Regions from separate parts of the Gossypium hirsutum genome. Here region 2 is linked to region 1. A link is a contact called in public Hi-C data. All regions are on one chromosome and are shown on one strand. Each heading gives the region's core, a stretch centred on a gene start, on an enhancer-like site or on the middle of the called end of the contact. The rest is flanking DNA. Distances are from core to core; before and after follow the strand shown. Region 1 holds the start of LOC107942489 (factor of DNA methylation 1). Region 2 holds the start of LOC121202958 (actin-related protein 5).

Region 1 (5,119 bases), core at 354-2,853:
ACAACGTTATTGTGGAGAAATTGTAGTTGGTCTTACTTTCACCAAAAAGGTATTTAACTTTTTTTTCATGGAAATTGAAAATACTTTCTATCAAGGCCAGAAATTTTATTAGGGGTCGAGATTGAATTACAAATTTTAAAGGATCAAAGTATATTTTTACCATTTTATTAACCGATAGATTCACAAATTTAGAGGACTAAAAGATGAATTTTATCAAACCAAGATCTATCCCCTTGATATTACCCCTTGCTTTTTAGGAAGATTATCCTATCCTATTTCGTATTCGATTTTTTATAGAACTATCTATGGATCGAGTAATCTGTCTAGCTTGATGAATAGGAAAATTTTTATATTAGTCAATCGGTCAATCTAGTTTGAATTAAAAAATGAACCGGTTTAAATTTTTAGATGCACAAAAAAAAAAAAATTGTCTTTTCACCACCTATGGTTTTAAATATGTATGAAATATGAATATTTAATTAACTAATGGCATTTATCTATTATTGATTTTATTTTGCTGGATTTGTACTACAGGAGGAAAATGATGAAGCAGAGTATGGAGGTTGGAGGGAAAGCGATTATTAAGTGGTTAATTTTTGAAAACTATTATTTGTGTTTTTATCACTTTTATTTAAAGCTCTGGATTTTTATTTATTTATTTTTAAAGCTTATGGAATGTTTACATTGTGAATTTTGTTTTAAATAATTTTATTACAAGTTTTAATCATATTTATTTTTTTATATAATGTCTAGAATTACTTATAATTCATTCTCAACCCATAAATAGGAGGATAATGCGCTTCAGCTCACTTAAAACTGACGTTCTCCTGTATTGAAATAATGTTCATGTCAATCGAGTTAATATTCAATCAGTCATTTTATTGTGAATTTTACTTCTCTTATGCTTAGTTTTATTATATTATCGATTAAAAATTATTTGAACCATGGATATGGTATTGTTGGGAGAATTTTAAATTTCGAATATGAATCGTAAAAACAAACATTAGAATACTAAAAAAAATTATTTAAGATCTTTATAAATCTAACATTCTATTATCAAATAGGTTCATTTCAAAATAAAATTTTGATTTGATGAATAAATTCATCTCAATTTGATTTGCATTTAAATTAATTTTAAAATAATCAAACTTGAGATGATTTGAGCTGATGAAAATTTGAAAAACTTGAGAGCTAAAATTATAAAGACTCGAACTCAAAAACAATTCAAATTTAAAACGACTCAAGTATGAAATTAAGTAAACTTGAAATTATCAAAGCACAAAACTAAACTAATAAAAAACTTTATACCTTTTAATTTGATTTGATTTTTTATTTTTTCTTATTAAATTTCTACACAATTCAAAACTAAAGGGATTTAGAAGTTGGGTTAAATAATAACTCAAAATTTTTGGGTCTAATAAAAAACAATGGCTAATCAAACTTAACAGTAAACCTAAGCCGAACATAAAGTGAAGTATAACTGTAAAGCCCACGATTTTTTGGTGCTTCACTAAAGACTTAAACAGCTACTGGGCCTTAGTCAAGGTTCTAGTTGGAAAGCAACCAATATCCCACATCGCTAAAAAACTAAGAAGTTTTATTATTTATATAGGCAAAAGAAGGCCTACGTGGTTGTCCCTTCGGGGACATCCGATAAAATTGGAACGATACAGAGAAGATTAGCATGGCCCCTGCGCAAGGATGACACGCACAAATCGAGAAATGGTCCAAATTTTTTTTTCTTTTTTTTTCCTACATTTTTACAGCTCTGTTTCTTTTTTTTTTCTGGGTTTGGTGTTCATATTCATGGTTTTTGTGTACTTAAGATTGCAATTAGAGTTTTCTTTCTTTCTTTTACTGGCCTTTGTTCACTTGAGAATTTGAAATTGAAGGATCTTTTCCTTGTTTTTAAATTGATTCTCTGGTTTTGGTCTGTTTTACACTCTTGAACACTGAATATTTCAATAACATTTTTTTCGGGGCAATTTTTTAGATGTCTGTTTCCATCTCTTTCTCTATTTTCTTTACATTTGTATGCTCAGTTTGATCATTGATGTATTTTCATGGGTTTATCTTTCTGCGCTTAATATTAAAAATTTAGAGTTTTTCATTTCTGGCTTTATCTTTCTTTTTGCAATTTTTCTCGGTTTTTATGTTCCTCTTTTTGGGTTTGATTTGTTTTGAATCTCAATACCATCTTTCTTTTTTTGCAAATTTTTCTGGGTTTGACGTTCATCTTCATGGGTTTTATGCACTGACGATTCCAATTTAAAGTTGTTTTTACTGGGTTTGGTCTGTTTTACTCTCTTGAGCAGTGAATACCTCAATAATCCTTTATTTAGATTTTGTATAGCTTTTTTTTGTTTTTAAAAGTTTTTAAGTAACCAAAGGACCCTTCAATTTCTAGAGTTTAAATGGAGGGAAAAAATATATTTTTATAATTAAATATTTATATTATGCAACTTCATGTCCAAATATGTTGGCTTTGTATGGTAATTTCCCTTTTCATTGATCTCATTTCACTTGATAGATTGATTCCATGGATTCTTTGTAAAACTTTACAATTAGAACAATGTGATCTTCACAAGAATTTCTATACATGCATGGTGCTCAATGGAAGGCTTTTAATGTTGTTGATGTGCAGGGTTTGAATGATATATTGATATTGGGGGAACTCGATCGAAAAGCTTTCAAAGTCGCTTTCTCCTTGAAGTTCCCGGTCGAAGATCAGCACAAAATGTGAGCTAAATTATGTTCATTATGGAAACAGAATGTGCATGATCGGAAATCACAGCCGTTTAAGATGACCCATACTTGAGGCAACTTGCAGCTATCTATATGGTGCATACACCAACTATAGCTTTTATGTTTTTGCTTTGGTACTTTCTTTCACATAACTTTCACTTGCATGCACTCATTCACTGTTGTGTTCGAGATGATCAACTGGAAAAAACTTGCATTCACCGTTATTCGATTATGGATTGAACCATTTGAGACCGTTCCCTATTCTCAAAAAGTATAATAGGCCGGAAATATGTTGTTCTATACTATGTGCTAGATGTGTATGTCAAAATATGGGCTACAAGAATCGAGTCTGTTTATTCCTTACACTTAAATATTCTGTGATGACTTCTCGGAACAAAGACAACGAGAAGCTGAAAGAGTTGAGAAATGAATACAATGATGTCGCGACTGAGTTGGCAACTGTTTTGGTTCCTCAAAAAGACATCCAAATACTGTTCCAATAATGCTATCTCATTAGGAAGAGTCTCCATCTTAGCTTCTTCCACTTCCAATAGATAGTTCAGGCTCAAGCTCAAGGGATAGTTCATGTAATCTAGCCAATTTACACACAGCAGATAGGGTGGTTGGTTCACTAGTTTTCATTTTTCACTCTAGAAGTCAACTTTTCTTTGAAGGGCACTAATGAAACTAGAAATGAAATAGGACTCAGGTAGGTGTGGATTAAATTGGAGCATGTTGTACTAACCCTTAGCTTCGCCACTGATCAACATCCGAGGCAACTTGCAATCTCCTTTAAGAGATGAGTAGACGACTAGTTCGATCAGCATTTGCAATCCTTTTTTTCTTTCCGGGGGGCATGTTTGCGGCATACTTGTGAAGGACTTGTTTGCAATTGGAGCAAATGAAGGAATTGCTGAACTGTATCCTACTAAACATAGTGTAGTTAAAGCTGAACAATGTTACTGTGGAGAAATGGTAGTTGGTGCTACTTTTACCAAAAAAGGTATTTAAATTTTTTTCCCATGGAAATTTAAAATACTTTTCGTATCTGAGTTTTCATAGACCTGTCCATAAATCGAGTAATCCGTCTAGCTTGATAAGCTTGGTCTATTCAAGCTAAATAAGATTTTTTTGACCTTGAGCCGGTTTGACTTGTTTCGACCTATTTTGAATTAAAATTTAATACTATATTATAAAAATGTTTTTAAATAGAAAGTAAAAATGAGTGGTTGTTTTTTTTTTTAAAATTTGTTTAATTTCTCAATTTTGATTGAATTTAAATAATCGGAACTTGAAGTGATTTGAATTTAAAATAATTTGAACTTGAAAAATTCGAGGGTCAAATTGGAATGAGCCTAATGCAAAATAATCCAAAATTGAAACGACTCGAATTAGAAATTAACCAAACTTTAATAAAGTACAGGGATTAATTCAGAATTTAACCCTGCGTTTATAATTTTTTTGTCTTTTTAACTTCGAACATGGCCACCTTTCTTCAAAATGCTGCAACATAGTTGATCTTTAGCAGTTTCCTGCACACACACACAAAAACCTTCAAATTTTTGGCCCTTTGCAAAGAAGAAGGTAAACCCATCCTCACCATAGTTTCTTTTTCATTTCGTTTGTTTCTCTTGAAACTCTGAAATCGAAAGCCAAAATATGTTATCTAAACTTAAAAGGAGATTCCTTTTTTCGAACAAATGTGCATAATCTTCGGGAAGATAGGAGATATTTTAAGCATGGAGAGTGAGATTTCTTTGAATGAAAATAAAAATTTGTAGGGTAAAGTTCAATATTGCTTAACATATATGCAGAAATGGAAGACGAGCGGTTGCGGAATGAGCTCGAAGTTATGGGTGATAGAGACGGTATTCAACAATCAGCTACACACAATGGGAGCTCAGTATTCAACAAAACATATGGAGTAAGTGATTGCTAGAATTTGCAGTAGGCTTTGCAATTAAATACATTATTCGAAACCATTAGATGATGCTTAGTATTTAATATTTATCCTCAGCCGATGATGGCTGAGGCCCTCGAGATCATAAACCAGTGTAAAAATTTTGAGACGCTCAATGCCATTTGGATCAAGCAATCCCTCGAGATTGGTTATTTGAAAGCTTCGGAAAATGCGGAAAGGATGGTGAGCTCGAGAATAAGATCAAGGCTAAGGAAAAGGAACTTGCCAAAGTGAGCAATAAGCTCGAGGAGGCAGATAACTCATTGGCAGACCGGGAGAACAAGATGCAGAAAAAACTAGGAACCTTCTGCGTGAGAGGTGTTGACTACGATTGCTCGGTGATGTCTCTCATCGACCTAGCGAATGGATGCTACTTTATGCATTAGTTACCATTTATATTTCAATTAGAAATGC
Region 2 (5,502 bases), core at 839-3,338, 130 kb after region 1:
AGATCTTCAACCTTTTCCCATGTGAATCTAGCCCTATCATGAGCATTTAAAAAAACATTAGCAAAAGCTCTATTGAAGAATGTCATATTCCGGCAATCCAGCAGAACTTATGCTCACATGTGATGAGGATATTTAAGTGAAAGAAGTTGCTTCAAATAGTCAGTGATATGGTAACCGCCAATGTTAGTCCGACAGCATCCTTTGTAAACGGGCTCCCCATCAACAAACTACAGTCAAACAAATTACATTATAACCACAACTGTAATGCACTCGCATCCTCGTAGCCGAAATCTAATATTCATTGTGTCGGTCAGATTTTGTAAATTCCTATTCTAATGTCTATTACAAGATATACCTTCCACCAGACCAGTAAAAAGGTTTGTCGGAGGAACATAAGGAAAATTCCAAGCAGAAACTAAACTTATTGTGTCAAGTCCCATAATGCCGACTTGCTAACAAGCCCCGAAATAAATAATGATTGCCTCAACTTTGCAAATCTATGCATCAATATAAAATATTAAGTCTAGAGAACATACAGGAATGACATGAGTTGTGGTGAATCCCGGGCAGATAGCTAGACCATCTTTCTCACAAATCCCATGCAGTTGATTATACTTGTAGCTGAAAACAGCATCAACACCAAAGGCTGCAATCACAAACAGAAAAAATTCGAGCATCAGAGAAGATATACATTTGGACTGAAATATATATATATCAAAATTGTTGACAGGATTTGAATTCTAATAACATAACTAATTTCCAAGAAACTTGAACCTTACTCAAGCATGCAAGGCCATGTATCACTCAGATAAACGAATTGAGCATGATATGTAACGTTAAAATGAGTGCTTTATACCTACAGATCGAACCCCATAAGTCTCGAAAAGAAGTTCTGCCATTTTACTGCGGGAATGAACTGGGTTGCACACACATTCTGTGATCAGGATAGGATGATCAATCTGTTCTGGCCTCGAATAAACAACAAATCAAAAACGAATTAATTAAACTCGAAATGTCAAATAAAGAATTATGAATGACGAAAATGGAAGCCAATAAACGGATGCTGCGTGAAGGGAAAATGCCAAAACCAATAGCCAATAAAATTCCCAGGCATGCTCAAAGGCGCATTTAAATTCATGTAAAATCAACTATCTGAAGACAATTTATCTACTGCCAAAGCATATCCTAATTACCAACACAAGCAGGACATCCTAATAAGAGCAGTAAACTTATCAATGTACCCGTGATCCATTTGCACCCAACCGATCAAATGCAAAGTCGAGAACCTGTAAAAAAGAAAAAAAAAAAAAGTACACAAGTTAACATGCCGAGCCATGCCCAAAACTCTAAAACTTCCTTATCTACATTCAATCATAAACCAATATCATCCAATACTCTCATAAACCAAAGGCATTTCTAGTTCACATTCAAACTTAAATTTGAGTTCATAGCTTCTCATAACTCCCATACATAAAAAACACAAAACCAAAACCAAAAGTTAAATTTTACATACATATTCCATGATTTCAAACTGAAAAACAACATTGCTATCGAAAGCGGATCGGGGGCTGGAACGAGTGCAATCAAAGTATTTCAGTAAAGCGGGATCATGGTCACCAACAATTGTCACAGTTTCCCCTGCAATAAGCCCCCAAAAAGAACACCTAAATTCATATACAAATTTCCTTTTTTTTTGTTTTGTTAAAAATAATTTGAATAAAGCAAAAATACCGGTGAATTTATGGCGAGGTCTTTGAACAATGTTACGGAAAATAACCCGTGGCCCAGTCTCTCCTGCCCAACTGCAAAATAGAAAAAAAAATGGTTAAGGGAAAAAATTGATGGTATATACAATTATAAATACATACATACATACATACATACATATATCAAACGAAAAATGAAAAATTAGGGTTTTTGTAGTTAAGGTTAAATTACCCAATACGAAAATAGGAAGCCCCATTGTCGATAACAATGGGAGTCGATGGAGGAAAGCGATTGTAATCTGTTTGCCTTTGAATTTTTGATATGAATGGCATTTTTTTAGGGTTTTTCTACGGAATGGAACTATGGATTTGAGAGTCGAGGGGAAAAGGGTTTCTGATAGAGTGATGAACTGAAAAGTAGATTCTAATAGTTTTAAAGCTTTAGTATTAAGTTTGGATATCAACAGCGGGGATAGCTCAGTTGGGAGAGCGTCAGACTGAAGATCTGAAGGTCGCGTGTTCGATCCACGCTCACCGCAGTGGTTTTTACTGTTTTGGATTAATTGCTCAGGGGTCCCTCAATAGGAGTTAAAAATTTTAAATTAGTCATAAAATTATAATTATAATATTATTTAATTATACTGATTTTATGAAAATAAGTACAATTTCCCTACTTCGCTTCAGATTTTTTTATATTAAATTATTTATTAAAACATTAACTTTATAACGAAATTGAAATAGTTAATTTAATTTTGAATTTATTAAATTGTTATTTTTTATCATTTTAAATCATTAATAAAATGTACTATTTAATTTTTTTTAACCATGTCAATTTTTATAAACTTTTTTTTAATAATTTCACTATATGTTCTAATCATATCTGTTCTTTTTGACATAATACCTAGAATTACCCATAATCCCTCCCTAATTGATAAATAGGAGGATAATGCACTTGAGCGCACTTAAACCCACGATCTCCTATACTGATACTAATCGAGTTAAGATTCAATCAGCCACTTTCATATAATTCTTAATTCCAAGTTCAAAGTAAAAAGTTGCCAACTTTTTAAGTCATTGTAGGACCTATTTCAACACAATTAATCAATTCTCCATCACATATAACCACTCCATCAAAGAGAAAAGTAAAAAAAATCTCTCGTGTATGTCTTAATTTCGATATTAAGTAAATTGATCTTTTAAAAATTGAATTAATTTAATCCTTATCAATCTCGAATGCGGACAATTAAAAACAATTAATCAAGACAATTAATATTTTTTTATCAATTATACATGATTTTAATTGATATAATAACAAATTAAACCCTCGATGTTTATATATTATGTTAATTTGATCCTGATTGTAAAATAATTATTCAAAGATCGTATAAATTTTAAAAAAAATTCTAAAAAATTCAAAAAGAATATGTAAAAAAACTTTGGATTTATATATATATATTGATAGAATGTGTAAATTTTGAAAGTAAAATTTGTTATTATATCATTCAAAATTATGTAAAATTAGTGGAAAAATATTAATATTATGACTAATTGTCATTAGATGCTCACTTTCGACATTAACATGATTAAATTGCTTCGGTTTTTTTAGGGACCAATTCGTTTAACATCAAAATTGAGAGGGACTATAAATACCTTTTTACCAAAACTAGCTTCTGAGTTTCATGGTTCCTTCCACAGTACGTTTAGATAAATGAAAAAGAAATTAAAATAAAATCTTCATTCTTCCATAGCAAGCTAACACGCCCACAAGATCTCTCTTATAAAAAACCTTCACATGCAAAATCCTATTATTTCAAAATCTCTTTTTCTTTTAATGGAGATTTATGAACAAGAAGAAGGTTTTATGACGCCGAGGCGGCACTCACAAGCTACGGCTCCTCCCCCGTGTCCAGCGGCACCGAAGAAAAAACAAGCGGTTCATATAAAGAGAAAGTCTCCGAACAATGAGTTCTTTCATCCACCCGATCTCGAGGCTTTGTTTACATCGATGCGGCAGACACAAAAGGCGCCCCCTCCGCTATGTCCGCCGGCGCCTAAGAAGAAACAAGCGGTTTATATGAAGAGAGAGCCACCGAGGAATGGGTTCTTTCAACCACCTGATCTCGAGGCTTTATTTTCAATTATGGCGCCAAAAAAGGAAACTTGCGTTTCATTTGAAAGTGCTTGTCGTTTTTAGGTTTTCTTATTACTGTAAATTTGGCTTTGTATACGTAAATATTATTTTGATATTATATATATAACTCGTATAATTTAGAGAATTTCCTTCTTCTTTTTTTCGTTTTTGTTAAAAATAATTTGAATAAAGCAAAAATACCAGTGGATTTATGGCGAAGTCTTTGAACAATGTCACGGAAAATAACCTCTGGCTCAGTCTCTCCTGCCCAACTGCAAAATAGAAAATAAAATGATGGTATATACAATTAAACATACATACACATATATATATCTCAAATGAAAAATGAAAAATTAGGGTTTTAGTAGTTAAGGTTAAATTACCCAATACGAACATAGGAACCGCCATTGTCGATAACGATGAGAGTCGATGGAGGAAAGCGATTGTAATCTGTTTGCCTTTGAATTTTTTATACGAATGGCAATTTTTTTAGGGTTTTCCTCTGGAATGGAACTATGGATTTGAGAGCCGAGGAGAAAAGGGTTTCATTGAAGTAGAGTCTAATAGTTTTAAAAACATAGTATTAAGTTTATAATCACCAGCGGGGATAGCTCAGTTGGGAGAGCGTCAGACTGAAGATCTGAAGGTCGCGTGTTCGATCCACGCTCACCGCAATCATTTTTAATAACTTGGATTAATTGCTCAGGGGTCCCTAAAATATGATTTATAACTTTAATTTGGTCACTAGATCATCAGATTATTTCAATTATCAGGTTAAATATGTTTTTATTACTCTTTTTTTTTTCCTTTTTTTCATTTTTCATTAATTCTTTTTTATATAAATAAATGCAAATAAAAAAATATTGTTTGTTATGATTGAAGTAACTTTTGGATTTATAATTATTTAATTGTACTGATTTTATGAAAATAAGTACAATTTCCCTACTTCGCTTGAGAAATTTTTTATATTAAATTATTTATTAAAAAAATTATAACGAAAATAATTAATTTGAATTTGAATTTATTAAATTATTATTTTTTATCATTTTAAATAATGTATTCCTATTTAATTTTCTTTAACCACTTCAATTTTTACAAACCTAAATAGGTAAGATGATATTCGATTGTTCTTTTGTTTTAATGGTAAAAAGACTTCTCCAATCCCTTTTAATTACAAAATCGAGTAAATTAATTATTCTAAAAAAAATAGAGATATTTAATCCCTATCAATTTTAAAAGTGAATAATTAATCGTTGTATTAAATCTTTCGTCAATTGTATATAATTTTAATTTGTATAATAACAATTTTAGCCCTCAATTTTTCTAATTCCGTCGGTGGTCGTCGTGGGTTTTCTTTTTCTTTTGGGTTTGGTAGAAGTGAAATTGGGGCTCAAATTGAGCATTGAAAGGCCTGAAATATTGCCTGACTAAAACCACATCCCTTTGGGCTTCAATCTCTAATTCATTATGAACATTCGGCCTCCTTTTCTCTCAATTCTTAACTTTCCTTTCTAAAGTTAAAGCCCAAACAACATCCCCATTATGTAGGTAGAATTTTGTTTTTATATAAAATTATATTTACAAAAAAAATTTAATGTCGATTGAGTCTTAATTCGACTGGTATTAATATTATTAACAGTGCAAGAGGACGTTGGTTCGAGTATG

What was found. Hi-C and Micro-C count contacts between places; a contact is called where the count stands out from the background.
Region 2: a Hi-C map of leaf shows a contact between it and region 1, with 2.4 times the contacts expected there. The contact joins the promoter of LOC121202958 here to the promoter of LOC107942489 in region 1. A contact is called at or near these places in 13 of 34 Hi-C or Micro-C datasets (callus, fibers, hypocotyl and 3 more).

The regions. Positions count from the first base shown.
Region 1 is chrA10:114,546,724-114,551,842 of Gossypium_hirsutum_v2.1, forward strand. It overlaps LOC107942489 (factor of DNA methylation 1), which reads left to right and starts at 1,604. Exons shown (of 12, transcript XM_016876161.2): 1 at 1,604-1,725; 2 at 2,645-2,841; 3 at 4,560-4,669. It overlaps LOC107942491 (16 kDa phloem protein 1), which reads left to right. Exons shown (of 5, transcript XM_016876162.2): 4 at 1-49; 5 at 535-1,727. The coding sequence ends at 585. LOC121209035 (U6 spliceosomal RNA) reads left to right here and starts at 1,635; the gene lies at 1,635-1,737.
Region 2 is chrA10:114,674,856-114,680,357 of Gossypium_hirsutum_v2.1, forward strand. It overlaps LOC121202958 (actin-related protein 5), which reads right to left and starts at 2,089. Exons shown (of 12, transcript XM_041078173.1): 1 at 1,939-2,089; 2 at 1,732-1,802; 3 at 1,514-1,638; 4 at 1,242-1,286; 5 at 857-959; 6 at 537-646; 7 at 118-227; 8 at 1-33. The coding sequence starts at 2,039. It overlaps TRNAF-GAA (transfer RNA phenylalanine (anticodon GAA)), which reads left to right and starts at 2,173; the gene lies at 2,173-2,245. TRNAF-GAA (transfer RNA phenylalanine (anticodon GAA)) reads left to right here and starts at 4,439; the gene lies at 4,439-4,511.